Linked DNA regions of Oryctolagus cuniculus: region 2 is linked to region 1. A link is a contact called in public Micro-C data. All regions are on one chromosome and are shown on one strand. Each heading gives the region's core, a stretch centred on a gene start, on an enhancer-like site or on the middle of the called end of the contact. The rest is flanking DNA. Distances are from core to core; before and after follow the strand shown. Region 1 holds the start of NPM1 (nucleophosmin 1). Region 2 holds the start of FBXW11 (F-box and WD repeat domain containing 11).

Region 1 (5,233 bases), core at 1,455-3,954:
GCTGCTGCTGTGGCGTAGCAGGAAAAGTCACGTCCTGCAGTGCTGGCATCCCATATGGGCACCAGTTCGAGTCTCGGATGCTCCACTTCCAACCCAGCTCTGTGCTATGGCGGGGGAAGGCAGTAGAAGATGGCCCAAGTCCTTGGGCCTCTGCACCCACGTGGGAGACCTAGAAGAAGCTCCTGGATTGGCCCAGCTCCTGCCCTTGTGGCCATATGGGAAGTGAACCAGCAGATGGAAGACCCCTCTCTGTCTCTGCCTTCACCTCTCTATAACTCTGTCTTTCAAATAAATAAATAAAGCTTTTTTTTTTTAAATAAAAGGAGAGGAGGAAGTTGCGTGGAAGGGTGTGTGTGTGTGTGTAAATAAATTATAATACATATGAAGCATGATTGGCCACATAATTGTTGAAGCTAAGTGGTGGAAATATGGGTGTTCCTCATGGATCCTATTTTGTTCAGATTTGAACATTTTCTATCGTAAAATGTGTTTTAAAATGAAGAATTAAAAGAGAAGCTTGGATTTAAGAAGAATGCATCCAATGTGATACCATGCAAGCCCTAAAAAGAGTAGAGTGTGGAAAAGGAGTCCCATGGGTCCCTGTGTATGATGTCACGGCAAGACAACTAAGCCCCATGAGGGGGTCACTGAGATAAGCTGCTCAGTGGTTCTTGCCTTCAGACTTGAGACAGTAAGCCTGCTAGCCAAGCATCTCTGCAAACAACTGAGCCCAGTCTGCACTGAAACTGGTTTTTATCCATGTGAGTGTGGGCCCTTTGTTTTTCCTTCCCCACACCCCTTCAGGGGTATTGCTGGGTGGAGGGCTTTCTGAGCATGGAATCCCTCCCAGAGGGATTAGCTTAGTCCACTAAACTGCCCCCAAGGAGAGGAGTAGGACCCACCCAAGCACACTATTGACCCATAGCAAGACTTTTGAAATGTAAATGTTGGTTTGTTTCCAAGGCCTGTATCCTTGTGCCATCACACAAATATTCCCACTTTCAAAAAATTCCCATTTTCTTTGACCACTGGCACACAGATAGGCTAATGTCTACCAAGCTACGTTAATAAAGTTGGAGGACACTGGATAAAATGTGATCTTACTTAAACAATAAAAGAAGTATTTCTGAGTGTATGTACATATATTCCTAAGTACCCATCCTTTTACTGTGGAAGTCCATTTCTTAGGCTATATTCTATTAAACTACTTTCAGATATCCATAAAAATATAGGTACAAAGATGTTTACCTAAATAATATTTTTAGTAAAATTAGGTAGAAAATATGCCTATCAATGGAGGAACAAATAAATTATAACATACCTACATTATACTACCATAGACAAACATCTATCCAAAACATTTTTTTAAAAGTTTACTTATTTACTTGAAAGTCAGAATTACAGAGAGGGAGAGGCAGAGAGAGAGAGAGAGAGAGAGAGAGAGAGAGGTCGTCCATCCGCTGGTTCACTCCCCAAATGGCTGCAATGGTCGGTGTGGACCAGGCAAAGCCAGGAGCCAGGAGCTTCTTCCCCGTCTCCCACGTGGGTGCGGGGGCCCAAGGACTTGGGACATTAGGCCATTACCAGGGAGCTGGATGAAGTGGAGCAGCCGGGACTCAAACCTCAAACCGGCGCCACCATCACAGTACTTCCTAATTCGATGTATTGAGGTAAAAAAAAAAAAAAAAAAAAAAAAAAAAAAAAAAATTCCTTAAGAAGCCCAGCGCTCAGGGTCTGTGAGGTCTTACGTGTTTGTCAAGTAGTTTAAAATGCTAATTCCCAGGCTGCCTTCCAAAGATTCGAATTAAGGTTCCTGCATTTAAATCGAGTCAAACGTTTCCTTTCGCCGGGAATGTTAAAGGTTAGGAAGTGCACATCCCCAGAGGCTGCACCGGCGGAGGCGGCTGACTCGGTCCCCGTGTGGCCCCAAGTTGCCATAAAAATGAGGACTTTGTTGATTTTTCCTCAGAAAGGGCGGATTTATAAGAACACAGAGTCCTGTAAGTCTGGCCAATAAAGAATAAAAACCGTCGTCCACTCGTTCTCCCGCTCTGGCACCTGAGACTAGCTGTGGGGAAGCCATTAGCTCCGAGCCCAGGCTTTCGGGCAGGTCAAAATCCCGCGCTGATTATGCCATCTTGGAGGCTTGCGGGAGACGAGGGGATGGAGGAAGGAGAATGGAGCTGCTTTCTGGCTTATTCCCGACTGCCTGAGCCTCCGCATCCAGCACAGCGAAGGCCTGCTGTCGCCATCTTGCAGGGTGGGCTGCGCAGGCTCTTGGCGCGAAGCCGACGCGCTGGAACCGGAGAGGACGTGGAACCGCCGGAGGTGGGGAGCGCGCGCCGCAAGGGGAAAGCGCGCCTGCGCATCGGCGACGGCGGCAGAGGGGTGGGGCAGGGTTTCGAGTGCGCGTGCCCGGTGTGAGCCCGCGAAGTACCTGGAAGAGGTGGGGGGAGAGGTAGAGAGGAGTGTGTTGAAGAGCGCTTGCGCAGCAGCGCGACCGTACTGCGAGAAGGGGCTGAAGAGCACGCGCGCGGAGGCGGGACTTGGAAAGCTATCGCGAGATTTCTGGTGGCTATATATACTAGCGGGGAGCCCGCGTCCTTTCCCTGGCGTGATTCCGTCCTGCGCGGCTGTTCTTTGCAGCAGTGGGCGTCTAATCTCCGTCCGCTTTCTCTCCTACCCAAGTTCGTCCCTCCGCCTCATGGAAGATTCGATGGACATGGACATGAGCCCCCTGAGGCCCCAGAACTATCTTTTCGGTAACTATTGTGGGGGTTGAAGCGAGGCCGAGCAGGGCCTGGTGGTGGCTTTAAGGGTTGGGGGGAGGGGGCGGCGGGAGTCTGACTGAGGCCCGGGCTGTTGGAAAAAGGCCGGCAGACTGGAGGCCGGAGAGAATAGGGAGCAGACCGCAGGCGTCCTGGTGCTGAGCGGGGTGGGAGCTGGGAGCAGAGAGTGAGCCGTGTGAAAGGGGTGGGGAGGAGCGGCGGCCCCCGGCCTGGGGCGTGAGCGGGCCATGGCCCAAGGCCGTCTGAAGGTTCGGCGTTGCCTGGGCTGCGAAGTAGGATTCCAGGCGTGATTTTTTGTCCCGTAGTGTGTAAGTCGGCTGGCTTGTTGCTAGGCCGTGTTACAGGAGGTTGGGGGGGGTGCATGGAGGGGCGTGGAAGTCCCTGCTGGAGGAGGAGGTGGGTGCAGCCTGGCGTCCTCATCCAGAGTTCCGGGCCCGGAGACAGCTCGGGTGCCTCAGCCAGTGAACCGGGGAGGGGATGTGCGGCGGGGCTTGAGGAGGCCGCGACCGCCCGAAGCACGTGGTTGCCACGTGGTTGGGGGAAGGGAGGGGGTGTGGGCTGTACATCCGGGGCTCTGGCATCTTGTCACCCACCCACCCCCCGCCCCAGCCAGGGGTCCTGTGGCTGCTTTGAGACTGTTGGGCGGGAAGTGATAGGTGTAGTGGCGGATTGAACTAGGATTCTGGAAGTCTTTGTCCAGCGTCTGCAGCATCAACTGTACCGTAACTGGCCTTTTTAGAGTCCTCTTTCTGCCTCAGCTGGTAGACGGACCTAAACCACAATACAGGTCTGATGCTCAGAGAAGTAATTAGGTTAAGGTTGCGCTTAAAAACCAGATTTAAACAAAATCCTTGATTGCAGAGCCAGCGCTTCATAAGTGAGGCTTATTTTTTTTCCAGGAAGGGTGTAGCGGAGGTAGTCCAGCATGGATTTTGTTATGTTCACCAACGTTCTCGGGTTGTAACCAGAGATTGGGAACCACAGCGCCCCCGTCCCCCGCGAACTCACACTACTATGTATGCATAGTTTTAAGGAATTACAGTAGAACTTAATTCTGGGAACCCTTTGTTGGTTAGACATGGAAATAGATGCTAATCCTACCCCTAGTTTACAAACCATGTTGAGGTTTGTTAGCACTAGCATGCTTAAGTATCTATTGTGAATGGGAGTGAAGTGTAACCACGTAAATTTTTATTCTGGCAATAATTAAAACAGTTTCCCGATGGAGTGGGAGTAGATAATGTGCACGGTAGTGCACTTTAGGACTTAATTCTTAGCCATTTTTAGAGGTTTCTGGTGATTTTATAAACAATAATTCTTTTTTTTGGCCCTTTATATTGGAAGTGTCCTTGATTGTGTCTGTTGCCTCTATTTCTAATGTGCATCACTTTGGAATATTGACCCTTACAAGTTGATTCTTTTATGTTGGTACTTTTCTCTGTAGATGAAAGCTGTTCATCTGAGAAACCATTCTCATTGCTAATTTTCCACTATTGGGAGTTTAGATAGATAATTCCAGTTTTTTAAATGGTTGGGAATTAACTATTATATATTAGGCTTCATTATTGATATGTCTGCAGAAGTAGTAGTGCTTGTCTCAGTGTATTGAAAAATACTGTAATGAAAATGCAACTAATACAGACTTGTAAGGACCTTAAATGATTTTTAAAAATGAGTGTTGAGGAAACCAGAAAGAGACCATTCTTCCTACTCTGTGGTAGCTAAAGTAGAGGAAAACTACTTAAAAGGTTAGCTTTGTTAATTTTCTGCTTGTTAGAATTGCTTTTTTCTTTTACAGGTTGTGAACTAAAGGCTGACAAAGATTATCACTTTAAAGTGGACAATGATGAAAATGAGCACCAGTTATCTTTAAGAACGGTACTTAAGCTTTTAAAATAAACATTTCTTGATTTCAGCAATTTAATTGTCCCCTATTTCTCTGCTTATAAGAGTTTTTATGATTGGATATTGTATATACCTCATCAATAAACTTGATTAAAAAGCTGGGCATGTTCACTGCTACCTGGTAATCTGGTAAAGTCAAGTCACCGTTTTATTATCTTGCTTCATTTGAATCATGAAAGATCTCTAGGGTGTCTGCCAGACGAACCTACTCAGCTTTGTAGTGGGTGTTTAATAGGTGTTCTGTATAATATGTGTGCATTTTTAAGTATTTCTTCAAGTTTACTGAACATGAGAAATTGGTTTGCCAATCTTACTAAACTTGAAGGTAGTGTTGGCACAAGTTGGAAATAATGATAAAAGTCATATTTGGTATTTTTAAACACAGATTTCCGAGGCAGGATTGTAAAACAGTTGGAAATTAAAGTTTACAAACTGTTCACAGGTCAGTTTAGGCGCTGGTGCCAAGGATGAACTGCACATTGTTGAAGCAGAGGCAATGAATTATGAAGGCAGCCCGATTAAAGTCACACTGGCAACGC
Region 2 (5,097 bases), core at 369-2,868, 580 kb after region 1:
CTTTCAGTGTCACCATTTATTATTTATAGCATTAAATGGGGGAAGTGGCTCTGATGTCACCAACCCTACCCAGTGGAATCACTGACTCAATAAACATTTTCACACTGGAGAAAATCTGGCTAGGAAAACATTTTGCTGGGTTAAGTAGATTCTTTAGCCTTTTCTCTCTCCACCCTACCAGGGTTGAAGTTGCTACAGTCTTGGGAGAGATACAAAGAAACTGTCGAGGCTTCTACAGGAAGAATCCCTGGGCATGGTCGTTTGCTGAAGCAAAGACTTCCTTCCCTCCAGAGCCCCGTTTGATTTATCTTCAATTGGCAGGTAATTCCTGCCATATTTTATTTCCTCCACCACATCGGCCGCCAATTAGCAAATTCTTCACTTCTGCTAGCCACTCTCGCATGGTCCTGTTTCTAAAAACTCCTCTGGATCCAAGTCGTAGACGGAAAGGGGAGGAGGGTGTCCGTGAACCGGGGAGTATCAGCCAATGGCTTCTAACAGAAGAATGGTCGCTCCCCCCAGGGGCCAAGGAACCCTCCCCCCCTCTTTTTTTTTTTTTTTTTTTTTTTAGAGAGAAGAAAGAATTGGCGGCAGTGATGAGCTCGACGGTCGCCTCGCTCCACCCCCCACCCCACCCCCAATTTCCCAAAGCAGCTCAAGGAAACGTGAAGTTATGGTTTCCCTTTCCAAGGGGATGGAATCCAGAGTACCTGGGGCCTCGCTGTGCAAACATCCCTCTCGGCTGGGTAGGAAACCCTTTGTCCGAGAAGCCTGACACCACAGGAGCCCAGGGAAGAGGCCCCTGATCCGTAACAGCCTCTGATCAGAGAGCTCCCCACCTCCCCAGTCCTGTAGGGCCTATCCCAGGCATCCACACAGCCCTGGGCTGGAGAGAGGGTGCTGAGACCCCTCTTAGGACCCGGAGGCCGAGGCAGCCCGTAACGATCTCCTCTGTACTCTCTCCCACCACCACCTCATTCGGCCTAAGTGGTGCTTGCAAGCGCGGTGCGGGCCTGAGCCAGAGAAATACAAGGTGCGCGCGCGGGGGGGGGGGGGGGGGGGGATGATCGCCTCCTAAAAGAAAGAGAATGAGATGCTAGCACGATGTGACCTAAAGCTACAGCATGAACGAGCGAGGGTCGTTCCGAAAGATGGGCCGGAGACGGGACAGGGACGGGGGGGGGTGGGGGGAGAACCGAGGGGCATGGAGGGGGCCGGGCCAAGTCCGGCCTGAGATCTCGAGGGATCGGGAGGCACCGCGCTGGGCCCGAGGCCAGGACACGGCTGGCCCGGATCTGGGCCGAGGCGGCGGGGAAGGGCCAAGGCCAGCCTCGCGCCGGACGTTGAGGTGGGCAGGCCCGCCTGGGGCCGGACGGACGGAAGAACGGACGGTCCAGCGGGCCGCACTCACCATGAGCTCGATGGTCTTGTCTTCAATCACCGAGTCGGGCTCCATGGCGGCCCCGGCGGCCCCGCCTCGCTCTCCCCGCGCAGCAGCGAACGGCCCGGGCGGAGGAGGCGACGGCGGAGGCTGCAGAGGCGGAGGCGGCTCTCGCACCCACTCTAGCTGCCAGCCCGCCCGGGCCGCCGGCAGCTCCGCCCTCCCCCTCGGCGAACGCAGTACGCACGGCGGGCACTACAGCTCCCAGCAGGCGCCGCGGGCCCCGCAGAGCGTTGTGGGAACGAGAAGCCGACCCCGAGCCGAGCTTTCCTGATAGCCGGAAGCCAATTCTGAGCCGAAAGTAGCACTGCCCTGTGAACGCGGGACGTACAGACCAGAAGAATTAAGGGCTGGCTCGGGGTAGGGTCTCGGGAGCGCCACGACTACATGTCCCAGAAAGACTTGCGCGCAGGTTCTCCTTCCGGCTGCCTTCTCTTGACTTCCTGGCAGCCTAAGGCTGCGGAGACCGGGACGGAAACTCGGAGACGACTCCCCGCTTGTCAGAGATCCTGCGTGTGCGACCAGTTTCCGCACATGCGCGATGGGTGTCTGCAGTGCCCATTCGACGCCTAAGTAGCGAGGCTTCGGGTCCGCCGGTGCTTGGGGGAGGGCGAGGGGGAGGTGGTGGAGACTGATGGATTGAGTGCATTAGGAAGGTGGGCTCTTGGGGCTCAAGTGTGGGAAGAGGACGGCAAGAGAGAGAAGCTTGACCGAGGGAAGCAGCTGGAAGGGTATGGGAGGACTGAGGGGGCTGGAGATGAAGTTGGGGAAGGGGGATGCTGACGTGCTGTGGGCCTGTCTGGCTGCCCCACGGATTAGGAGCTGAGAGACCAAAGGGAACGTGCGTGGGCTGAGCCGCTCTTCCTCATTCATTCGTTCAGAGCTGCTTTGTAAGCATCCACCTTTGCCGCGTACAGCTGTAGGCACAGGGAGTCAGCTCTCAACATGACTCTGTTCTCGTGGAGTTTAATTGTGAGAGGAAGGCGGCAGACACGAACGGGAAGAATGGCAGGTGCTCAGAAGCAAAACTTGGAGACTCCTCTCAGTTGAACTCAGCCTCCTGACTTTGCAGACTTCGCCATTCCTCTGACCAGAACCCAGCGGGAACACACGGAGGGTTGAACGCATTGCTTTTCCTGCTAGTTGAAGTGAGTGAGAGCACACACCAGGAGAAGCCGGAGGAGGGCGTCTCAGGAAGGTGATCCGGGAGACTTGAGGCCGTCGAGACTGTCAGGCAGTGGTGGTCATTCGTTGATCGTCCATCTCAATAAATCTTATCAGAAGGAAGGGAATTTTGGGTAGAGGCTTAAGCTTTAGTTGGTAAAGGAGCAGCAGCCCCCTCCAACTAACTGGAATGGGTGTTTGGTCATTTTTTGTGGTTTGGACAACATTGGTGTTTTATCTGCATTCAGGCATGATTAAGGATGGTCTCGGTTTTTGTCTTGACCACTCCTGGTCACAGCTTGGCCTTGTCTGATGTTAATGTTCTGTCCAATGATTCGTGTTCTACATGAGTGTACGAGGCCTAGCGGTCAGCTGTCATCTACTGATGTTACAGCCTGGATGATTGTACCAGGCCAGCTTCCAAGTGCTTTCCATTTTCCTCAAGTGTTTTTTCATTCTCACACCTGTAAAGCAAAGGGACTGGATGACCTAGAAGTGTTTGCATTTCCGAGAGCTAAATTATTGCAGTGATTTGTATGCATTGAAGACAGTGTTAAGTTTCATGCAGGTAGAGTTTGAAGTTTCATTGTCCTTATCTGGTGCTTTTCACCAAGAAATTGAAAGAAAAGCAATAGGAAGAAACCGGAATTAAACAGTTGCCACCACTAACTTACTGCCTGAATTTCACCAGAGGCAGTGCTGCTGTATCTGGGCCTTGGTTGGAACACTCTAGGGAGTGTAAACAAGGGAATTAAAATTAATGACCTCTGCTTCTGTTACCTATTGCAACATAACAGACCACCCCAAGATTTAGTAGCTTAGAATAACAGAGTTTATTATTTTTTACAATTGTGTGGGTTGACCAGGCTCAGCTAGACCCACATGGTGTAATCTGAAGTTAGTCATGGGCCTGAAATCAGCTGGGGACTCATTCAAAGTGACTTTGTGGCCCCTGCGGTCTCTCTTCACCACATGGCTTCTTCTTTAAAAAAAAAAAAATGATTTATTTAATTTGAAAGGCAGAGTTACAGAGAAGGGAAAAGAGAGAGAAAGATATCTTCCATCCTCTGGTTCACTCCCCAAATGGCCACAACGGCTGGGGCTGGGCCAGACCAAAGCCAGGGACCAGGAGCTTCATTTGGGTCTCCCATGTGTATGCAGGGACCCAAGGACCTGGGCCATCTTCCACTGCTTTCCCAAGTGCATCAGCAGGGAGCTGTATTGGACTTGGAGCAGACAGGAATTGAACCGGAGCCCCTTATGAGTTGTCAACGTGCAGGTGGCGGCTTCACCCGCTACACCACAATACCATCCTCTCCAAGTGGCTTCTTACCACTCAAGCTTCTGCTTGGTGGCTTCAAAGAAGACAAGCCCCAATGAACAATTGCTTATCAAATCTGCTACACCACACATACTAATGCCGCTTGACCAAAGCCAGAGACACAGCCAAGCCCATAGGGTGGAAAGGGTCTAGACAATGGTGAGAATACAGACAGGCATGGTCCCTTGGGTGCCACTGATGTAACAGCTAGTCCAGATCTCCAAGGCCCTAGCACCTGCAACGTGACTCAGCACACAGAGCTAGGAAGCCCACGGTGAATCATTTCCTACCCCCAATATGTAACTTTAGCCTACACCATCTTTTTTATTGTTTTAAAATATGAGTGTCCTATTTTAAAACCTGAATTTCTAGCTTCTCTTGAAAAATTGGAACATCTCACTATTAGATCTACATAGAAATGATATGCAGGGGTCGAACAGCAATTACTTTCTTTATATGACGTGTGGCCTATGATTTTCCACAGTTGCCATCACTTCAGTTTGTCTTCTATCTATCTTTAGTGCACTTTTTATTGCTGTACACATATTATCTGAAACTGAGCAATATATAAATAAAAAGATCATTTAGCTCTTGATTCTGCAAGTCCAAGAGCATGCTTGGCATCTGTTGCAACCTCTCATCATGGGGATTAAATTTCAACATGAAGGGCAGGCATTTGGCACAGTGGTTAAGATGCCACTTGGTTTGAATCCCAGCTACTGCACTTCCGATCCAGCTTCCTCTTCCTGTGCACCCTGGAAGGCAGCGGATGATGGCTCAAGTGCTTAGGTCCCTGCATGTGGGAACTCAGATGAATTTCTGAGCTCCTGTCTTCAGCCTATCCCAGCCCAGCTGTTGTAGGCATTTGGAGAGCAAACCATCAAGTGAAAGATCTCCCTCTCTCTCTCTGTCACTTTGCCCTTCAAAACTTTTTTTAAAAAGTAAAAAAAAAAAAAATAAATAAAATAAACATTAGGAAACAAAAAAGTCAGAAGTAGTCAAACTAGGACTGTAAGAGGATACCTAATGACTTCCCATCCATACTCACAGAATTGCCCTTGTTTGAGGAGAGAAATGAGCAGGAGCATTGTGGGGGAGGACTCTGGTGAAGCTCTCTCAGGTACTTTTCTGCTAGAGCTTTAGCTCACATTCTCTAAACACGCTAATAAGC

What was found. Hi-C and Micro-C count contacts between places; a contact is called where the count stands out from the background.
Region 2: a Micro-C map of ear pinna shows a contact between it and region 1, with 3 times the contacts expected there. The contact joins the promoter of FBXW11 here to the promoter of NPM1 in region 1. A contact is called at or near these places in 2 of 6 Hi-C or Micro-C datasets (ear pinna and skin fibroblasts).

What each region holds. Positions count from the first base shown.
Region 1 is chr6:58,112,627-58,117,859 of mOryCun1.1, forward strand. It overlaps NPM1 (nucleophosmin 1), which reads left to right and starts at 2,705. Exons shown (of 11, transcript NM_001171319.1): 1 at 2,705-2,762; 2 at 4,588-4,667; 3 at 5,137-5,233. The coding sequence starts at 2,705.
Region 2 is chr6:58,693,211-58,698,307 of mOryCun1.1, forward strand. FBXW11 (F-box and WD repeat domain containing 11) reads right to left here and starts at 1,619. Exons shown (of 13, transcript XM_002710378.5): 1 at 1,412-1,619. The coding sequence starts at 1,456. LOC127490551 (a long non-coding RNA gene) reads left to right here and starts at 1,822. Exons shown (of 2, transcript XR_007918551.2): 1 at 1,822-2,029; 2 at 2,514-5,097.